Regions from separate parts of the Capra hircus genome. Here region 1 is linked to region 2. A link is a contact called in public Hi-C data. All regions are on one chromosome and are shown on one strand. Each heading gives the region's core, a stretch centred on a gene start, on an enhancer-like site or on the middle of the called end of the contact. The rest is flanking DNA. Distances are from core to core; before and after follow the strand shown. Region 1 holds the start of CXCL12 (stromal cell-derived factor 1). Region 2 has its middle 28 kb from the start of ZNF32.

Evidence for each region. Hi-C and Micro-C count contacts between places; a contact is called where the count stands out from the background.
Region 1: a Hi-C map of blood shows a contact between it and region 2, with 3 times the contacts expected there. The contact joins the promoter of CXCL12 here to the enhancer-like site in region 2. A contact is called at or near these places in 2 of 5 Hi-C or Micro-C datasets (blood and liver).

Annotation. Positions count from the first base shown.
Region 1 is chr28:848,626-853,885 of ARS1.2, reverse strand. It overlaps CXCL12 (stromal cell-derived factor 1), which reads left to right and starts at 1,913. Exons shown (of 4, transcript XM_018042299.1): 1 at 1,913-2,074. The coding sequence starts at 2,014. It overlaps LOC108634142 (a long non-coding RNA gene), which reads right to left and starts at 3,043. Exons shown (of 2, transcript XR_001917394.1): 1 at 2,702-3,043.
Region 2 is chr28:245,005-250,234 of ARS1.2, reverse strand. No RefSeq gene overlaps it. Among named protein-coding and RNA genes, the nearest start is that of ZNF32, 28 kb to the right of the region's middle. Within about 2 kb of position 2,869, at least 1 of the 5 cell types and tissues checked has an H3K27ac peak or open chromatin away from gene starts, as enhancers often do.

The sequences.
Region 1 (5,260 bases), core at 664-3,163, 600 kb before region 2:
CCTCCCAGTGACTCCCTTAAACTCTGGGAGCAGCTATCGATTTTGTGACAAAAAGGAAACAAGCAAGAGGTTTTTACATTGGCTTTGGCCGGTGTTGCAGGTAAAACTCTACCCGCGCATCTCCCGCCGGGCTCTAGGTTCCATGATGGGCCCCTAGGCCCCCGCCGCCCGATTAAGACTGAGCCTTGTAGCTTCCGCAGTCTGCTCAGGGATCTGGGGCCGGGTCCACTCGGGCACCAGGGGCGTGGGGCAGGGGTAGAGGGGAAACGAGAGTCATCGTCACCAGAGGGCGCCCGAGCTCGGCCGCTGCGCTCTGGCTTGTCCGCAGTCGGCTGGGCTCGGGAACTTGGAGAGTATCCGCTCCAGCTTTCCCGAGAGGAGGCGATGGCCGGCCGGGGGTTGCCCGAGGACTGTATTATCCATTGGACCGGTAATTCTTTAAGGGCAGAGGCCAAAATCAGTGAGAGTCCTGGCTCAACGCCCAGTACCCAGAAGTGAGCTCGTCCGGGAGCGAGTGAACGAATGAATGAACACGGATTCACGGGGCATCAAACTGGGCGCGACAGTAGTTTGGAAAAAACAAAACAAAAGACACCCATCCCCACGACGGGACTCCTGGAGCTCTCGCTGTGTCTTGCTGATTTCTCCTTCCCTTGGCCCCCAGTCTGAGCAATTGAGCCCAGGGCCGGCAGGCCCCGCCCACTCCCCCAAGGCCCGAGATTCGGGGCTCCAGAGACTTGTCCCCACCGAGCAAGCGCCCCTTGGATGGACGCCGGGACAGAGTCCACTCCGCTGTCAGGTTACAAGGGAAAGAGCTGGCCGGGGAGGCGTGTGATCACTAGAGAGGATCAAAAGGGCGCTTTTCTCACCCCCGCGCCTTGCAGACCGCCTGCTTGGACCCCTGTCCACTTCGGGACCTTCTCATGTGTCCACGTTGGGGCGCAGCAGCCTGCTGCGGGGCTGGACACCGCCGAGGGACGACCCTATTGGTATAGTCTCTAAACCAGAAAGAACAACCCCAGGAGCACCGTCCTGGATGTGGGGAGGAGAGGAGAGTTCTCTCATTGTTTCAGGTGGTAAGAACATCCGATGGGAAGAGGGAGAAAATACTGAAGTGTGAACAGTTATTTCTAGATTACATTTCTTGAGTACTGACTATGTATCAGACTGAATGCTGAGCACTTCGCGGTGGTCTCAAGTCAATTCCCACAGTTCCCCTTCGCAGGGTGGAAACTAACCCATTTCGCAAAGGGCTGAATAAATGCATGGTTACTAAAAGCCTCTGGGGCGAACTGGCATTGCTTCCTTTTGACACAGTATTCTATTTTAAAGCGTCAACTTCATACTTTAGGAACCTGAGACCCGGCTAAGACATAAGCGACAGCTTCGGCTTGGAATAAGAGAAGCTCTGATGCAAAGACCAGTTTGGTTCCCGCGGTTCCAGTTTACCCGGCCGCAGCGCAGCAAGCCGAGGCCGGCGGTCACTGCCAGGTCCTACACTCCCCAGATAGGACGCTATTAGCCTACTCAGGCCGCCGCTGGCCTAGCTGGCCCTTACCTCTAGGACCGACCCGTTTGTTTTCCCTCGGTTCTCATTCAGTTCTAGCCTCTGGGACTCAATCTCTCCATCTGCATACTGGGAACAGTTACCAGCCCTGTCTCCAACCCTTCCTGGGCACTGGCTTCCTCCGTGCAGGTCAGATTTCCAAAGCAGGACCCAGCGCAACCGAGAGGTCAAAAACTGGAGCTCTCCGCAGTCCCAGGAGCATCCAGCGCTGGGGCAGGGGTGGGAAGGGAGGGGACAGGGGGAGCGGCCGGCTGGGAGGGGACTCCGGTCCAAGCCCCCTGCCGCCGCCGGGACTCAGCTCCAGGCCCGCCCCTCGCCGCGCGCCCGCCCCGCCCCGCTCTCGCCTCTAAAGCGCCGGGCGCGCGCCTCCCGCTGCCGCACTTTCACTCTCCGCCGCCGCCTCCCCGCCGCGTCCGGCCTCCGTCCGCCCGCCGCCGGCCAGTGCCATGGATGCCAAGGTCTGCGTCGTGCTGGCCCTCGTGCTGACTGCGCTGTGCCTCAGCGACGGTGAGTGCGCCCCGCGACCGAGGCGTGGGCAGGCGCCGGGCTCCGGGCTCGGGGAGGGGCCCCGGCTCTGACGCCCCAGCCCGAGCTGTCCCGAGCGAGCCCAGCCCGCGCCGCTTTGCACCCCGGAGGTTGAGGCAGCCCACCTCGCAGGGCGCACTCCCTCGGCGTACGGCGTTCGAAGTCCCCCCGTGCCCCAAGCGCCCCCCGCTCCGAGGCTTCGCTCTCCGCGACAGGGCTGGGTTCCGGGACCCGGGAGCAGCCGCCCGACCTCGGGCGGGCTGCACAGCGAGTTCGCGCAGGATAGTTGGGTGCGAGCGCGCCCTGGGCGCTTTCGGAGTCGGCGAGCAAGGGCGCAGAGGTGTGGAGCTGACCGGGAGCCGCGGGTCCCTGGCCCTTGACCACCCACCTCCCAGATTAGCGCCTTCCCGAGCGCAGCTGAGTTTCCGGAGGCGAATGGGCTCCGAGGCCCCGCATCGCATCGCACTGGACATGCGATCTGCGGGTCGTGTTGGAGAGAGCGCTTTGCCAAGCGCTGTCTGGCACCGCGACTTGTTTGTGGTGGCGATGCGATCCTGTAAGCTGCGAGGTGTCCTATTCACGCGAGGCCTACCCTCTTTCTGCACCCACCTAAGAGGGGCTCCGCGGGCGTCTCGTTCCGAGCAGCTGTCGAGTTTGAGCCAAACGCCTGGCTGCGCTTCCATACCCGTAGTGCGGTCCGCAGACACGCGGCGAAGCTGGACGCGCACCCAGCCAGTGCCTTCCCTGCCTCTTCCTGGGGTCACCCAAGAGAGACCCAGGCGCCATTCGGGTCATGCATGCTCCTACCCAGTCCCCTAAGCACACCTGCAGACAGGCGGCTTTGTCACCAGCCGGCTGAGCTCTCTACCTCGAAGTGAGCTGAGCGCTGCTGCAAAATTCAATCGCCAGCGCCTTAGGCCACGGGGAAAGGTGGTGTCCCATTTCACTCTGAGAGAGAGAGAGCGTTTTTTCCCTTTTGAGGCTCAAGAGAAAACTCACTGTCCTGTTACAGGACACCACTGCTGCAAACCAAAATAAACCATTGCCTCTGAACACACAAAACAAAACCAAGTCAGCCTGGTCAGGCCCTGCTGGGAGTTCTTGGCTGTGAAGTTTCTAACCAGTCCTGCAGAGAGGGTTGAAGAACACTGAGATCTCCCTGCAGCTGAGGTCAGTTTGGGGGCTCAGACCCTGGAGCAGTCAGTTGGGTTCCCACAGAAGACCACAGGCTGCCTTCTCCATTGCTGGTGACTGACCACCTGGGAAGTGTTCCTTAAAAGTGTAGCAAGTTGCTGGTTAAAGCTACAGTGGGACTGCTCCCAAAGGGAAGTTAGATTGTTTTATTTTGTTTGTTTGTTTTTCTGTAAGGTGAAAAAGTAACCTAGCCTTTTCTTTACACAGTCCTGGCCCCAGGTCACGGGGAACGCTCTGGTTTGAGGGTGTTAACAATTGAGTGGTTTGGCGAAAGTGGAGGTGTTACCATCCAGCTGTTGGAGGAGGAAATGGTGTTTCCTCTGGCTGCCACCTCCCCTAGGGAACTGCAGAAATGACTGGAATGCAGGGACCCAGGTCTTGGAGTTCTGGGCTCAGCTGACCCTGGGGAACACGGAAGGAGTGGAGGCCTCATTCACAGGCTCCTTCTAACTCTGGGAAGTGTTGGTTGCTTGTCCATCTGAGTTGCCCTCTTGGCAGCTGAGTGGCCAGGTCAGGATGGTCATGCCCTCCTTGCATGCCTAGATCGGGAGGCCCTTGGTGACCACCGAGAGGCCGGGTGCTTACGCTGAGTCCCCATGTTTAGGCTCCGACTCTGGCTTCTACCCTCATTCCACTGGCTGACCTCAACCACAAAGCTGGGTCCCTGGATGCCCTGGGCTTCTAGGGGTTAAAGCCAGGCTGGGCCCCCTTCCCAGGCCTGGTTGGAGGGGCTGACTCAGGGGCTCCTGTCTCTGCATTAGTGTGGAAGGATTGCTGTGGAGCAGAACCCAGTTCACCAGATGCCAGCTTCACCAGAAGCCAAGTTTACCCCACTCCTGCCTGGGTAACATCTGAGGCAGTCAGGCCTCTTGCCTGTACATATGCAAAACAGTTGGAAAAGTTAGTAATGTTGGTAAGAAGCTGGCAGGAAGGTCGCCAGGTGGACACAGCACCTAGCTCTCTTGGTGAGAAGACTTGGGGCTCTGTCACTTTAAAAAACCCGTTGAAAGTCTCCACTTGATAGGCAGGCAACTGGGTCCTGGGAGCAAGAATGAAAAATTGCCTTTGAAGGAAATGGATAATCCCAGGGGGGTGGAGAGGGGAGAGGAGAAAAGAGAAAGCTTGTGTTTTGAGCTCAGAATGGGCTCTGATTTCTGGCCTGATCTCACTGCTTGGTTAATGGAGTCCAAGCCGCGTCTGGGGGACAGGGGCGAGGAGCAGCCCGCACCATCCACAGCATCGCCCCGGCAGCCGTCACGCTGTGCACCTTCCAGCTTGATGCTCTGGGACTGGGACCAGTCCTGCCTCACCACTGGGACCCATGGCCTGGTTCTGCTTGGTTGGGACCCGGTCACAGGACACTCAGTGGGGGGACTTTGGCTCTTCTTTTACTCAGGCAGCCCAGCCCCCAGCTCCGGGCCACTTTCCCAGGTGCTCTGGTTACAGAAGACTTGTGCAGGGACCTGGTGCAGTTGCTAAAAGCCCGGCCCCAGCAGTGCCTTTCTGGAGTCAGCCCAGGTGTGAACCTGAAGGCTGCTCCGGGCTCCCTAGGGCCACAGTCACTGAGTGCCTGGAAACCAGGCTTTCTTCTTCCTGGTTTTCAGGGAGTCGAGTTTGATCTTGGGAGGGGCCAGGTGGTCTGCTTACCCCTTGATTTGGTGGCCATGGCCTCTCTCAACTAAATTCAGCCTTTAGAAGAAAAAAAACAAAAAGTCCCTTGCTCATAAGCTTCCCCAGCTCTCTTGCCCCAAAGCATGGAACTTCAGAACCACCAGGAGGCTTCTGGGAGCTCTGTAAACAGGCAAACTTTAAAAAAAAAAAATCTCTGGACTAAATATTCTCAGACATACATTTAATCCCTGATGAAAGGATCCACAAGTGCAAATAATCTGGGGTATTAAGTAGGGCTTGGGGAAAATCTGCAGAATATGTGCACGCAGACACACACAAACATCCTCGGGCTCACTCCCCCCA
Region 2 (5,230 bases), core at 1,620-4,119:
TGCCTGAGACTGACCCGGGGTCAGAAGGCCCAGTGCTGACCCAGGCCTGGGCTACACTCCATCCTTCGTACTTCCTCAAATTAGCAGTCCTGACTTCATAAATTACACGGTTTTCTCAATCCATCCAAAATTCTGACAAAACTTTTTTTTTTAACAAGGCTGGTTTATTTCCAAAGGTGAAAAAGCCTAAATTATAAAACACTGCCAATGTCTCAACAAAAGTAAACAAGGGAGAATTAGGTGAAAAATCATGGAAGTTTATAAAAACTCCTACACAGAATGAAGACTCCCCAAGGGCACTTTTGTCTGGTTTAAATTAATAACTTATGCTATGATTAAAACACCATTTGTAGGAATGCTTCAGCAATTCCACATAATGAGAAAGGTCAAAGCTTGACCGCATGCATCGTATGGTTTGGGACTCTGCTCACATTCTTCCATGCAGAGGGAGAGCTCTCCTAACTTTACCTGGAGGCTGTGTGCTATCAGCACAAAAGTCTGTACTCCTGGATTCTCAGGAACTTCTATTCCACTTCTAGCCTGGGGTTAGCTATGGCCCCTGCACCTTTTTATTTAAAATTCACAAAAACAATATGAATATTCCCAAAATATAAATAAAGAGCTCAAGATAGGAAAAAGATATTTTTTAAATGACAGGCAGAATCACTTAGAGAATCAGGGCTTATGGAAAACATTAATTTCACCCCAAGGCATTTATAACCCTCTTGGGAACAATGATGGGTCATTGTCACATCTGTTCAGTGGCATCTATTTACTTTTTCAAGCACTTGTGCTCAGTGGTGGCTCTCAGCTTCTCAAAAACGTTTTGTCTGGCATCTATCTGGGACGTCACAAAGTTACTTTTTTTCCACTTTAGTTACAGGGTGAATAATGTTAAAACAGATTTTTGTTGTTGTTGTTGAACTATCCTTGCATGCCTTGAACAAACCAGTCTTCATCAGAACGCACTATTCTTTCTTTGTTTGGATCTTTGTGGCTCCATGGACTGTACCTCACCAGGCTATTCTTCATTGTTTGATTGGTTAATATTTCAAATGTGACTTTTCATCCTTGGTTATGAGTGATATTAACCTATACATTTCCCTTTTAATGCTATTCTTTAATCTAATGTAGGATGAGGGTTATGTTCACTGTTTAGAAAAAGATGAGGACTGTTTCATCTTTGGGTTCTGGAACAGATTAAATAATAGAAATTATCAATCTATTCACTATCTTTGAAAGATAGTGACTACTTCAGCAGTATATATTTTGGATCACTTTTTACATTTCTCCCCTAGTTTGGGGAAATGTCTGTACCCTTCTTAAATCAAATTTAGAAATTTAATTTCCCAGAATTTGTTCTTTTCATCTAGATTGTTTAAAAGCTTTTATAAAGGATTTCTTCTTCTTCTTCTTCTTTTTAATTTTGACTATGCTTCCCAACTTATGGGATCTTAGTTCCCTGACCAGGGACCAAACCCATGCCCCCTAAAGTGGAAGCACGGTGTCCTAACCACTGGTCCACCAAGGAATTCCCATGGATTTCTTCTTTTTAAAATTTCTTAACTTTCACGAAGCACACTGAGTTTCTCAATCTTCACTGTTGATATTTGTCTTCTCTTTTTCTCTTGACTACTGTCAAGAGGTTGGCCTGTTTTGGTATTTTCAAAGAATCATCTTTTTTTCTTTCATTTCTCTTCATTAATTTGTACTTTCTGTGTTTGATTAGTCCTTCCCACTGCTTTTATTTATTTTGTTAAGTTTGGCTTTTTGTTTTTGTTTTTTACTTTCTTGACTTTTTGCCTTATTTTTTCTTATCTAATAAATACATTTTAAGGGAGGGGGAATTCCGTGGTGAATCCAATGCTTAAGACTCCACACTTCCATTGCAGGGGACATGGGTTCAATTCCTCATCAGGGAATTAAGATCTCATATCCTTTGTGGTGTATCCAGAGAAAATTTTTTTAATAAAAATAAAAGCAGGAACACTCTTCTTGAGTTACATTTAGACACATCATCTCATGCTGTTGGTAGTTTTCACTTTTAAATACACTCTACTTTCTAATAGACAATTTCTATAGTCGAAAGTTGTTTAGAGGTACAGCCAAAATGCCTGTAGGCCTCCTACAGGCACACCAAATCACAACTATCTATAAAACAACTATTTATGAGGACAAACTGGACTAGCAAAAAAGATTTCCACAATTAAAAATATAAAAAAGCAACCAGAACTAGATTGAGTAAGTGGGTAGAGACATAGTTTAGTCAAGAATCCTTCCCCTGGGTCAGTGATCCACATATGGGAGATAATCACAATTGCACAGGTTCTCTCCAAGTAGTGAGGAGTCTAAGCCCCACATCAGGGTCCCCAAGCTTTGGGCCTCCTGCACCAGGAAGACAAGCCCCAGAATGTCCAGCTTTGAAGGCCCACAGCGCTTGTATATATGAGCCAGAGGACTATAGGAGACAGACTCTGCTCCTAAAGGGAACACAAAAACACTCACCCACCAAATCCCAGTGCAGAGGCAGTAATTTAAAAGGCGCTCAGCTCAGATCCACTTGCTGATCTTGGAAAGCCTCACAAAGGCAGGCGGCAACTGGGACACCCCCTGTGGACAGATGATGGCAGCCATTTGGGGGAACTCATTTTACCATGAAGACACTGGTGTTGACAAGGAAATTTCTGGAGTCTCCCCACTAGCCTATAGCATCAGAGGGCCAGCACCAGTCCCAAAACCCCCAGGCCAAGCAGCTAGCCTTTCAGAGACCTGACCCCTTCTACCACTGGGCCAGCACCAGCCCAGGGACCCCCACAACCTCTGCAGCCAGCCACCCAAGAACTGGTCCCACTCACCAGCAGGCTGGCACTAGCCTGGGGCCCCTCAAAACCCACAGCCAACCCTGGGACAAGGAGCCTTCCACCAGTGGACCAGCACCAGACCCAGGATCCCCCTGGCCCTGCAGCAAGCCCACACAGGGGAAACTGCTAGAGAATATAGTGCTGGTGACCAGAATAGAGAATGCTGCTGGGGCCCCTAAGAAGTCTCCTGGGTGTGGGGGAAGAGCCAAGAGGAAGGAGGTATACATAAACATATCACTGATTCACTTTGTTTTACAGCAGAGACTAACACAACATTGTAAAGCATTTATACTCCAATTTAAAAGAATAAAGAGGGATTCCCAGGTGGCACCAGTGGTAAAGAACCTGCCCGCTAATGCAGGAGATGCAAGAGCCATGGGTTCAATCCCTGGGTCGGGAAGACCCCCTGGAGTAGGAAATGGAAACTTACTCCAGTGTTCTTGCCTGGAAAATTCCATGGACAGAGGAGCCTGGTGGGCTACAGTCCTGAAGCCACAAAGATCTAAACAAGGCCACTTCTGCAAGATCGAGAAACATAACCAACCCACCTACCATACAATAATAAACCCAGAGAATTAGGCGAAATGAGGCTACAGAGGAATATGTTCCAAAGGAAGAAACAAGATAAAATCTCAGAAGAAGAACTAAGAGAAGTGGAGATAAGAAATATACCCATAAAAAGTTCAAAGTAATGATCATAAAGATGCTCAGCAAACTTGGGAGAAAAATAGATGAACAGAGAGAAGCTTAACAAAGAGTTACAAAATAGAAAGAAGAACCAAAAAAGAGCTGATGAATACAATACTGAAATCAAAAATACACAAGAAGTTTTACTAAGATGATATGGAGAAATAAATCATCAAACTGGAATACAGAGTGGTGGAAATCACTAAAGCAGAACAGAAAGAAGAAAAAGAAATCGTTTTAGAAAATGAAGACTGTTTAAGAGACCTCTGGGACAACATCAAGCATACTAATATTTACATTATAAGGTCCCAGAAGGAGAAGGGAGAAAGAGGCAGAGAACTTATCTGAAGAAATAATAACTAAAAAAAAAATCCCATAATCTGGAAATGAGAACAGACATCCAGGTCTGGTAAGCACAGAGAGTTCCAAACAAGATAAACCCAAAGAGATCCTCACAAAGACGTATAATAATTAAAATGGCAAGAATTAAAGATAAAGAGAGCCCCTTAAAAGGAGCAAGAGGAAAGCAACTAGTTACATACAAAGGAATTCACATAAAACTGTTCTCGAATACAGCAAAAACATTGCAGGACAGAAGGGAGTGGACCAATACATCCAAATTGATGAAAGGAAAAACCTACAATCAAGAATACTCTACCCAGCAAGGCTTTCATTCAGATTTGAAGGAGACAGAAAGAGTTTAACAGGCAAGAAAAGACCAAAAACACTCAGCACCGCTAACTCAACTTAACAAAAAATGTTAAAGGGACTCCACTAAATAGAAAAAAATAGACCACAACTAACAATATAACAATTACAAAATAAAAAATGTTACTGGTAAAGGCAAACATAGGGTAAAGGCAGTAGGAAAACCACTTGAACATTAGGATAAGACAAAAGACAGAAGTAGTGAGATCATCTATGCAGTAATTAAGGGACACACAAAACCCAGAAATGAACCCACACTTACACGGTCAATTTATGACGAAAGAGCAAGAATATACAATGGGGAAAAGACAGCCTCTTCAAGAAGTGGTATTGGGAAAACCAGACAGCACACGCAAAAGAACCAAAGCGGACTACTCTCCCACCCCACCTGCAAAGACAAGCTCGGAATGAACTAGAGACTTGCTAAGCGCAAGGTCTGAGACCATAGAACTTCTAGAAGAAAACGTAGGTAATGCACTCTTTGGCACCTCTTAGCAATTTTTTTTTTTTGACATGTCTCCTCAGGCAAGGGAAACACAAGGAAAAATAAACAAATGGGCCATATCAAACGTTTGTACAGTAACATCTTACCAACAACAAAATGTGTTGATAAATAAAGAACATGGTATTGAAAAAGAATATGTATCTTGTTTATTAACTATTAGAGCACATCAATTATATTAATTGAATTATTCAAATTATTTGACTTCTAACATATTTGTTTTCACTATCCTGGCAATTTCCTGAAAGATATGCAAAAACACTCATAAGTAATGCATCTTAGCAGGTTTTTTAACTTTTATAATATGAACAACAGCCCCAATAACTATAAAAATGCAAAGAAGTTAAATAAGATGGATATATAGATGTATAGCAGAAAGATGGATAGGTATTTAATAAAGCAAGTAAAACAAAATGTTCACTGTAGACTCTTGATAGTTGCATATTCAAGTGCTCACTGTAGAATTCTTTCA